Regions from separate parts of the Zea mays genome. Here region 1 is linked to region 2. Evidence: chromatin contacts called from public Hi-C data. All regions are on one chromosome and are shown on one strand. The core of a region is the stretch at or near the end of the contact, and the rest is flanking DNA. Distances in the headings are between cores, read along the strand shown. Region 1 holds the start of LOC100281596 (Putative E3 ubiquitin-protein ligase RING1). Region 2 holds the start of LOC100280582.

What was found. A called contact is a pair of places that touch in the nucleus more often than the background predicts.
Region 1: a Hi-C map of bundle sheath shows a contact between it and region 2, with 2.3 times the contacts expected there. The contact joins the promoter of LOC100281596 here to the promoter of LOC100280582 in region 2. A contact is called at or near these places in 8 of 25 Hi-C or Micro-C datasets (bundle sheath, ear, leaf and 1 more).

What each region holds. Positions count from the first base shown.
Region 1 is chr8:123,875,769-123,880,571 of Zm-B73-REFERENCE-NAM-5.0, forward strand. It overlaps LOC100281596 (Putative E3 ubiquitin-protein ligase RING1), which reads left to right and starts at 1,866. Exons shown (of 10, transcript NM_001154515.2): 1 at 1,866-2,188; 2 at 2,319-2,442; 3 at 4,203-4,261. The coding sequence starts at 2,005.
Region 2 is chr8:123,729,614-123,734,439 of Zm-B73-REFERENCE-NAM-5.0, forward strand. LOC100280582 reads right to left here and starts at 1,388. Exons shown (of 1, transcript NM_001153501.2): 1 at 325-1,388. The coding sequence starts at 1,286. The coding sequence ends at 585.

The DNA of each region.
Region 1 (4,803 bases), core at 616-3,115, 150 kb after region 2:
ACTTCGGACCCCACTGGATGGATCGCAGACGGTCCGCCCACTTGGCCCGGACGGTCCGCCAACCCCATGACTTAGCAACTTTTTAAACACGCTTTCGAAAAGATTTTTAACTCTCGAAACCGGAAGCGCTGTTAGACCTCATGCAAATGCAACCACTAGATGCTCTATGAGGCACTAAGTTTTACACAGACCAAATTCATTGACCCCTCTTAATAGTACGGCCATCTAGCCTACTAATCCGGTCAAATGTCTTCTCTAAACTCCTGGAGACCGACAAAAACAAAAAACTATGTTATACCTTTGCCTTCACTTGATCCACAACCAATGCTTATAAGTCTCCAAGATTTTCTGTTCTCTGTGGTCCAACCTGCATTCTTATTTCTCTAAGAACTGTTAATCCACAAATAGTTGTTATTAATTACCAAAACATCACTAAGGGGTCTAGATGATTCACACCAAGTCGGCTCTATAATGTTGCTGGGGGAGAATTGAGAACTATCCCTTGAAACGACCATTGAGGGCCGATTTGATAGGTCTAGACGTCTTGTCCCCAGCGGAGTCGTCAAAAGTATGTTGACACCTTTTTCGGGCGCCAATCACTCAACACGAACTGTGGTGGTGCTCTCTGCACAAGGGCGGACGGTCCGTGGCCAGGGGTCGGGCGGTCCGCGGCCTGGCGCAGGGCTAGGGTTTTCTGCCTGACGGCCGGACGGTCCGCGCGTGCGCAGGGGCGGCGGAAGTCGCCGGCGGCGCCTGGATCTCGCTCCCGGGAGGGACCCCGTCGGGGAGGAGAGATCCTAGGAGATGTCTAGGCTCGGCAGGCCAACCTAGACTCCTCTAATCGACGTAGAGTCGAAGAGAAGCGAATAATTTGGGGATTGGAAGACTAACCTAGAACTAGACTATAACTACTACTAAGAATAAATGTAAATTGTATTGATTGAGGGTTCGATTGATTGATTAAATCAGTTTCGGTTGTATTCCTCTGCTTTTATAGAGGAGGGGGGCTGGACCCGTTACCAACAAAATTTTGAGTTAATAATGTGATTCTTGCCAACAAACACAACAAAAAACTCGGAACCCTAATCTGTTCTTGCCAACAAATACAAATTTTCAAGTTTAAAATTGTTAGTTGTAATAAGAAAGACAAAATTATAGACGATTTTTTAATCTAAACTTGTCATGAATTTTAATTTTTTATTAGTTTTATGTAATGAAATTTTATATATAATTGAAGTAGAGTGGAAAAATGTATATTTTTGTGAACTTTGTTATTACATTGTTTGGTTCGGTGTCAATGAGGGATGGGACAATATCAATCCCTGGACTGATTCCGCCTCTTATTTTTTGAGGATGACCACATTCACCATTTTTTAAGAATATTATTTGACTCTGACTCTGGACCTCCAAACCAAACACGGGTAAAGTTAAAATGATCACATCTCATCACTCTTCCTCTTTCATCGTCGCTCCGTCCAAACGCTATTCTCTATACAACCTAAGGTGCATATACAAATTTGTTCCCCTGGATCAAAGGGCCGGCTCCCGTTGCATCTTGCATCCGACAGTTACGAGACTCGCACGGCCACGCCTGTACCGCGGCCGGGCGTCGCGCCTCCACCTGACCACCTCGCGTACTCAACAACGGCAAACGAGAAACAGAGAAGAAAAGGAGGCCCGAGAGCGCAGGGAGCGGCAGGAGGCAGGCAGCCAGCGAGTCGAGCCGAGCAGTCGCCGCACGCGGCCACGCGCATCGGCACCAACCCAAAGTTACACGACACAGGGGCAGGGGCAGCGCTGCACGGCCCGCACCGGGCACCCCCTTCCCCTGCCTCGCGTTCGCGTTCGCCTAGTCTCCTTCCTTTTCCTCTCGCTCTCCGCCTCCATCAGCTCGAGCCGCTTCCTTCCACCCACCACGCACCACCTGACCTCCCTTCCCTCATCGGCTCCTCCTCGTTCCCACTAGGCAGGAACGCCGCGCGCCGAGCCGAGCTAGCGGCCGGAATGCCCGCGCAGAAGCGCCCGCTCCCGTCGTCTGCCTCGCCCGGCTCCGACGCCGACGTCGAGGAAGCTCCTGGCGCCGACGCGGACGGCTGCGGCGGGGCCGACCAACGGTCGCCGAAGGTGACGCTGAACGGAGTGGAGGAGCGGGACGGCGGGCCGCTGCAGGCCAAGGACCAGCGCCACGGTACTACTGGGCTTTCAACGACGCGCGGCCCGCCGACTCGGGTCATCTTCTCGCGATGCGCGTACGCGTCGCGCGGTGCTGCGTCTCTAAGGGTGTCGCTGAGCGCGTGCTTCTCTGGTGGGCTTGGCAGATTCCGACGCTGACGACGAGGAGGAAGGAGACCGCGAAGGCGGCGGCGGCGGGGACGGGAGCGGGAGCGGAGGCGACGACGACTGCGACAGCCAGTCGTCGCAGAGTGACGGCGTGATGGACGAGTAAGTAAACCGTGGACTCCCCCCTCCCTCCCTTCTCCTCCGCTCTTCCCCGTCTCCTCCACCGCCGTCTGCTCTGCCGCCCGTAGCGATTTGGCGGTGTCCTGTCGTCACGTCCCCGTGCGCCAGCTCCCGTTCGGCCGGGTGACGGCAGAGGCTGTCGACGGGAGGTGCTCAGTCCACCCGCCAGCCCTGGCGGCCGCCGCTTTCGTCGTGGTGATGTCGGCTCGAGCGCTCCCTTCGCCTCCGAGGCGTGGGATCTTCGTAGTGTTGTGGACCCGCGAGCCCGCTCGGGTTCGTCCGTTCCTCGTGGCGTACTGGCGGCGGCAGGCCACCTTGAGTTGCTCTTGCTCTTGTTCGGTCGAGCCGGCTGTGCCTGTGCTGCTTCGTTGTGCGCGGCGGCGGAATCGCTCCCATCACCGCCAGGGCCTGGGATCTTAGCATGCATGCTTTCGTCATGTCGCACGGTTCCGGAGGCGCCGTGCTCGTGACGGCAAATGCCGGCGGGTGCATCCGAGGTGGATCGTCGCTTGCCCAAACTGTTCTGCCGGAGCCGCCAGCCACAGCCCACAGCTGAATGGGCCCTCTTGTTCATCGTGGTTCAGCTGCCCACTGGAACAGTTGCCTATTTTTCTTGCTCCTGAATCGTGTATGTCTACGGCGAACTATTTCCTGTATCCTTTTTGTCGCTGCTAGCCTGACCTCCAGGATCGCAATGGTCTTGGCGTCTTGGCATGCGTAGGCGACCTTGTGAGCCTCCTTGTGCACCCGTATTCTTTGTATACAACGGGGCTCGTGGAGATGCTGTTCTCTTAACATTAACATCTGGTTCTGGAGTGACATTCAAGGTCATTAATCCCATATATTATCTTCTTGGGGGGGGGGGGGGTTGCGAGGTATCTGTTCGTGTTTCCAGTTGTTCGTTGCAAGAGTTTCATTTTTTCAGTCATGGAGTGTGCTGTCAAGCTCCGAGTATCTGGTATCTTGTTCTACTGTTGCGACCCTGATTCCTGATCACCCATGACCGTGATAGTGCTTACCCTGTTAGTGCCTAACTCGGTTTGGTGCAGAAGCTTCTCTTGGTCTTTTGATATATAGTGTATGACCTCGCCATCAGCTGTTTTGATGTCTTCCCGTGCTTCCAAATTTTATAGACTGCATCTGATTTCTTACGTCTTTACTTATCATTTTTCCCATTATACGGTTTATACCCTGCATTTCTCTGTCCTGCATTTGGTAATTGATTACTTGTTAGAAGGTGCAAATCAGCTCCTCAATTGCTACAAGATCAATATTCAGTCTGGATAATTTTGTAGCATATTTCTGGTAGAAATCCTATTATTGTGGGTGGCTTTGGGACCCTATAGCTTCATTGAGTCCACCAATATGAGTTGGAAAGCTTAAGAGTTCTCTCTGGGGTCCAATTACTGTATAAGTGCTAATAGTATCAGTTTCCTGCCAAAAAAAAGGAAGGGCTACTAATTTCAAGCTCTTTTCATCTTGTTCTGTCATTCTCTTATGTCATGGTGAACATCACCTTCTCCATTTCATAGCTATATAATGATCTTGTGGTGGATTTTGTGTTCCATAGATTGTGGATACATGATTGATGTAAACATGAATAATAAAGGATTTATCCTCACTACGGTCAAAAGTTCCATACTGCTACCTGAATGTTTTTTTAATAAAAATGAATAATAAAGGATTTGTCCTCGCTACGGTCAAAAGATTCATACTGCTACCTGAATGTTTTCTTACTACAGGTTTACGCTTGTGAAATTAGTGGATGTTCGGAAGGAAGTGCAATGCCCTATATGCCTAGGTAATGATATCTTTGTCAACTTGCTTTTCATTTTCAGAGTTCCTCTTTATTTTGGACGGGTTCTCTTCTGATAACTTAACTTTCAATTGTAGTTAGATGTTACTGTTTTTTTTTTCTCGAACGCGCAGGAGAACTGCACATCTTATATAAAAGAGAGGAAGAAAAGCCATACAAAAGAGGCTATCTTGCTGAGCAAGTTCCCCAAGGATCCTTACTGTTATTAGATGTCAGGTTATTATTAATATTTGCTACAAAATAGGAAACCAGCAAATTCCATAGAATACATGTGTGCAAGTATGTTAGTTGTTGTTATCTTCCAAAAAATAAGCAGATGTACATGAATTATGTATCTTTTTCTTTTAACTCTCAGAAAAGCCTGAAAGTCAAACTCGTCACATTTATAATCTTTTTCTTTATGTGCTCCTAGTACTAGTTGGTTTACAATAGAAGCTAGGTTCTGTAAGTTTTTCATTTGTAAAACTGTAAGTAGCATTACGTGCAAAATGTGCGTGCCTGACCATCTGTCTCTGTTATGATCCTAT
Region 2 (4,826 bases), core at 138-2,637:
TCCTGCGCCACTGGTCGTGCCAACTACCCACAAGTTTTCAGAACTTGAGCGGTGCACTGCACATTGTTTTAGCGGCTGGATCTGCGGTGCTCTCGTCGTTCTGAAACGGACACGGTGAGTGTCTACGCCGGACGAGACGACCGGTCGACTCGCTTTGATGCGTCTTTAACCGACCAATAAAGGCGACGTTGCATGGATTGCAAGCAAGCCTTAAATGAAACTACGATGCTCGCCGTTCATTTTAAGAAAATCTCGCTTCAGTTTCTGAGAACGATAAATAAGTAGAGTTTTTCGTTGTGGGTTTTCTCGGCCGGCCGTTTCTCATGGCTATCAAAATACTAGTAGTGCATAATATAATATAGTAATCCGGTCCATAACAACGCCGGCAGGACCTGTCTTCGGTGACAATACAGCTTTCATCATAAACTAAAAAGGTCCCGGCGCAAAAACTATTTACAAAAATGCCCGTCGTCGACGTCGTCTGTCGGAGGAGAGCGTCTCTCAGCTTAGTAGTACCGAATTTTCCTCGAGAAAAAGGAGAAGAAAGAACTAAGAAGACAGACAGTCATTAAAAGCTTCGACGACTAGGCTTCCGCCTCCGTCGGCGGTGAGCAGTTCAGGTCGAGATCGAACGCGGCGGGCTTCCTCGCCGACACAGCGGCCGGTGGCGACGGCGACAGATCCACTACCGACGAACAGTCGGAGTCGCTCTGCGCCACGGTGACCGCCGGCGCCAGCTTGAGCACACGGCACCCTGCTTCCGCGGCTGCGGCTGCGGCCTGCCCGAAGAAGTAGTACGGGTGCGTAACGGGGATGCTGCCGAAAGGGAAGCGTACGGCGGCAGCGCCCGTGCCCGTGGCCGCGGCCGCCGCGCGGTGGAACAGGTCCAGCTCGAGCGACGGCGGGAGCGGCATGGCCTGCATGGGCGCCTGCGCGTCGCTGCTGAAGGACTCGACGGTGCTGCTGTTGCTGCTCCGGCAACCGGCTGCGGAGAGGGGCACGCACGAGGGGTAAGGGAAGTTGGTCTTGGCCTTGGCGCCGCGGTACTCGCGCGCGGCGGCGTCGTAGGCCCGCGCGGCGTCCTCGGCCGTGTCGTAGGTGCCGAGCCACACCCGGCTCTTCTTCGCCGGGTCGCGGATCTCCGCCGCGTACCGGCCCCACGGCCGCTTCCTCACGCCTCTGTAGTGCGGGCCGCCGGCCCCGCCGCCGCCGCCGACGCTGAGCGCGAGCCCCGTGGCAGCGGCCGCCGCCGGTGCCATGGTTTTCTCTGACGTTCTCGGCGCCATGGCCTCCTCTCCTTCGTTTCCTTTGTTTTGCGGAACAGCGGGAGGCGCGCGCGCGCGCGTGCGTGTGTTTGTATGTGTTGGGTGGCGTGGCGTCTGGGATTTGAGGTGGGAGAGGAGAGCGGAGGAGGGACTTATAGCGGTGGTGGAGGAGAGGAAGGGGGGGTTAAAAAGGGTGGCAATGGCGAGAGCGGGTGGTGGAGCGGCAACAAGGAATAAAACTCGGCGCAGTCACCAGTCAGGGACGAGCGCTTTGACTGTCCGGTGTCCGCGCAGGCAGCCGCCCCGCCCCTCGTCTTTACAAGACTGCCTTTTGTTTTTGTTTCCGCCGTGACGTGACCCCGGTGGAGCGGAAAATTGCTCGGACAAGGAGGGCTTCGATTCACAAAACTGCTTTGATAAAATAGAGTCCAGAAGAGCCAGATGGAATAATGAATAAGTAAAAAAAAAGGGTTTGAGCAAGGTGCCGGTGTGTAAAAAGACATGATCCCATAGTATTCCGTAAACAAAAGGCATCATAGCCGCCGCGGGTGCAGTGGGGCGGCACGTTACGGGAGCACGTCAGTCACGGACGGCGTGGGGCCCCCCCGGCGCAAGGACGCATCACGATCCGTGCGTCCCGAGCCGCTGTCTGCGCGGCACTCGCAGCCAGCCAGGCAACCAACCATCCTCGCCGCCCGCGTGCGCGCACAGGCACGTGGACCATCCGCCGAGGGCGAGGGACTGACTGGACCGACTGCAGTGCACGCCACCTCCCTCTCTCTTTCCGCGCATCGTCGGCGCGGGGCGGGCGTGACGTCCAATGGGGTCGGCTCAGGCAGCTGTGCGCAAGCCGATAAAGCCGCCCGCCGCACCGCTTAGCCCGTCCGTAGTGGTACAGGTACTACTGGTTACCACGTAAAGTGGCGCGGCGCCGGGCTGGACGTTAATAATAATAATAAAGTAAAACGCAACGCCGAGTGGAGTGGGACAGCCCGCCGTGACGACGGCACGTTAGACGGCAGCGGCCCGTTCGAGGCGAGGCCATCGTGGGGCCCGGGCCAAGTGTCGGCATCGGCCGGGCTCCGCGGTCGCTTGGCCGCCTGCCGACTGCCGCGCCTGGATCGCGTCGCCACCACCAACCGTTTCCTCCGCCCGCGCTCCCGCATTGAAAGCGGTGGAGGTGCGCGCGCGCGTGGACCGACAGCCACGCGCCGGTCGCGACGTGCGTTGCGTCCCGTGGGCATGACGGGTGGCGACGCGCCCTCGCCGCCCCCGGCTCCGCTCCGCTCCGCGCCACCACACCACACACGCCGGGCGAGGAGGACCACTGGGCCTTTTTCCTTTCCGTTCCATCCCGATCGACGCCGAGTACTACTACTACCAGGGCACGGGCGCCGCACCGCACACTGTCCTTGTCCATTTGTGAGGTGGGAAGCGGTGCTCGTTGATCTGGACACCTCGGGCCGGCCAGCCCGTGTGCGTGTGGTGGGTGAGGTGTGCAGATCGGACGGTTGCTCGTCGTCGCCACGCCACGGCAGCCTTTCCCAACTTTCTGTGTTCATCAATCAATCTGAACGGAAGCTTCTGGGCGGGGGTGGTGGCACTGGCAGCCAAAAGCGCCTTCTCTTTTAGTGGGGAATGCTATGCTCAGCATGAGAGCAACCGGATCAAGCCTCGTAGAGAACTTTTTTCTTCTCTCTCCCACACCGCCTCCTTCCTCGACCGCGTGTTCCATGCATTCGAATGTCCTTAGGGGCAAAAAAAAAAAAAAAAGATGGCCGTTCTTACGATGTTTCCTCAAAAAGAGATAAACCCTGGTTATACTACTGAATTTATATGTTTGGACTTCAGTACTAGACACACATTCAAAACGGACTAAGTACGTATTTATTTTTACCGTAGACCCGTTGGGAATGGAAGACACAGCGTTTACTACCGCTACCGCTACCTTTTTTTTATATGCAATGATTGTTTGTCTTAACAGTCTCCGTACAGAATTTAGAGACGGGCAGAGCCACAAGCAAAGCCGGCAGCGTCCAAGTTTCGTGAGGATTTTCGGCCGGCGGGCTGCCCCACGCCACGGAACCGCGCGCCGGCCGGATCTGGATTTAACAGACGCTAATCCGCCCGGCCGACACACACACACTTGCGCCTAAAGAAATCGCGACCAACCAGCGGCGCGGAGGACCGTGCGGGCCCAGGCGAAGCAGTGGCATGGTTGGCGGATCACGCAACGGATCCGGCCGCGGAATCATTCGTGCGCTGCCGCCCGCGCCGTGGAAAAAAAAAAGAAAATAAAGGGGACGGGGGTCAGTGTGGCGTGGGGGACCTCTGGAGTGGAGAAAGAGAGGGACAGCGACGGCCTGCGCCTGCGGCGTACGTGCCGCCCGCCCGACCCCGTCAAAGCAATCAGCGACGGGGCCCCGTAAACGTGCGTGCCGGCGCGGCGCCCGCCTATCTGCTGCTGGATGGTGGTATGGTAGTACAGGTGGGCGGAGTCAGTGGGCGTCTCTGTCTCTCTCTCGTGCGCGACTCGCGAGGTTAGTGGGTCGTCGCCACCGTGTCTGGCACCAGGTCGCCGCCGGCCGGGGTCGTTAACATCTCGAACGCGTACGCGGGTCGTGCCTGCCTGCGCACGCGGCAGGCCGGCGGGCGGGCGGGCGTCTGAACTGCGGACGCCAGCTACTGACTCGGTCGTGTCATCGTGTGATTCGCTGGATCACCAGCGGGAATCCACTGGTATCACATCACGAGTTCAGAACAGAACACGGCCCAGCCTCGGAAGGCCATGAGCACCACATGTGAGAGCAATTGAAATGAAAGGTACATTCAGGCTTCAAGACACAGTTGAAATTGGCTAACCCATAAGGAGAACCTGCTAAGAACATCGAACACCACGGTGCTCAGCTTTCCACAGTTCAGCCGCAAGGCTGACAAAACAAACTGGAGCTATCCTACTTATCCCCTCTGAAGCTATAGAGGTGGAACAAGTCTTGATTGTCAAAATCCCCATCCTCTCCAATATTTTTTTTTTGACAAAGCAAACTGGACATGGCACATCTCCATATCGTTCATGTCAGGCAGTTCCCAAGCACCCAGAAAGTGGGACAGATAGTCCTGCAATGCCTGCAATGGAACTAGTCGCTGGAGCAGTTAGTCCTAAACTGGCTGCAGCTAACTTAGTTGCTGGACCTGATGACTGGGGCTTGGGGGTGGCACTGTAATCTCATCCTCTTCATCAGTTGGATCTACATTCATGTCAATGTTTCTTAGGGAAAAGCCCTGGCACTGCTCATTGGTGTAGTAACCTCTTTTGCTTCAGTTGCACCGGAGACCTCATCAGCTATCTCCACTTCTAGGCCGGCTAGCTTGCTAGATTGGTTCTCGACGAAATGTTCATGAGTTGTGACAACCTCCGCCAAGTTCCACAGTCCACTGCGGCAGCCTCTCACACAACCCCTCGCACGGCCTCTTCATTGCTTATATGGTTTCTGCTTCCTGCATGCAACAAACTTATTCAGCATGAATTGCTCAAAAGTCTAAGGCTCGATAGAAAATGGG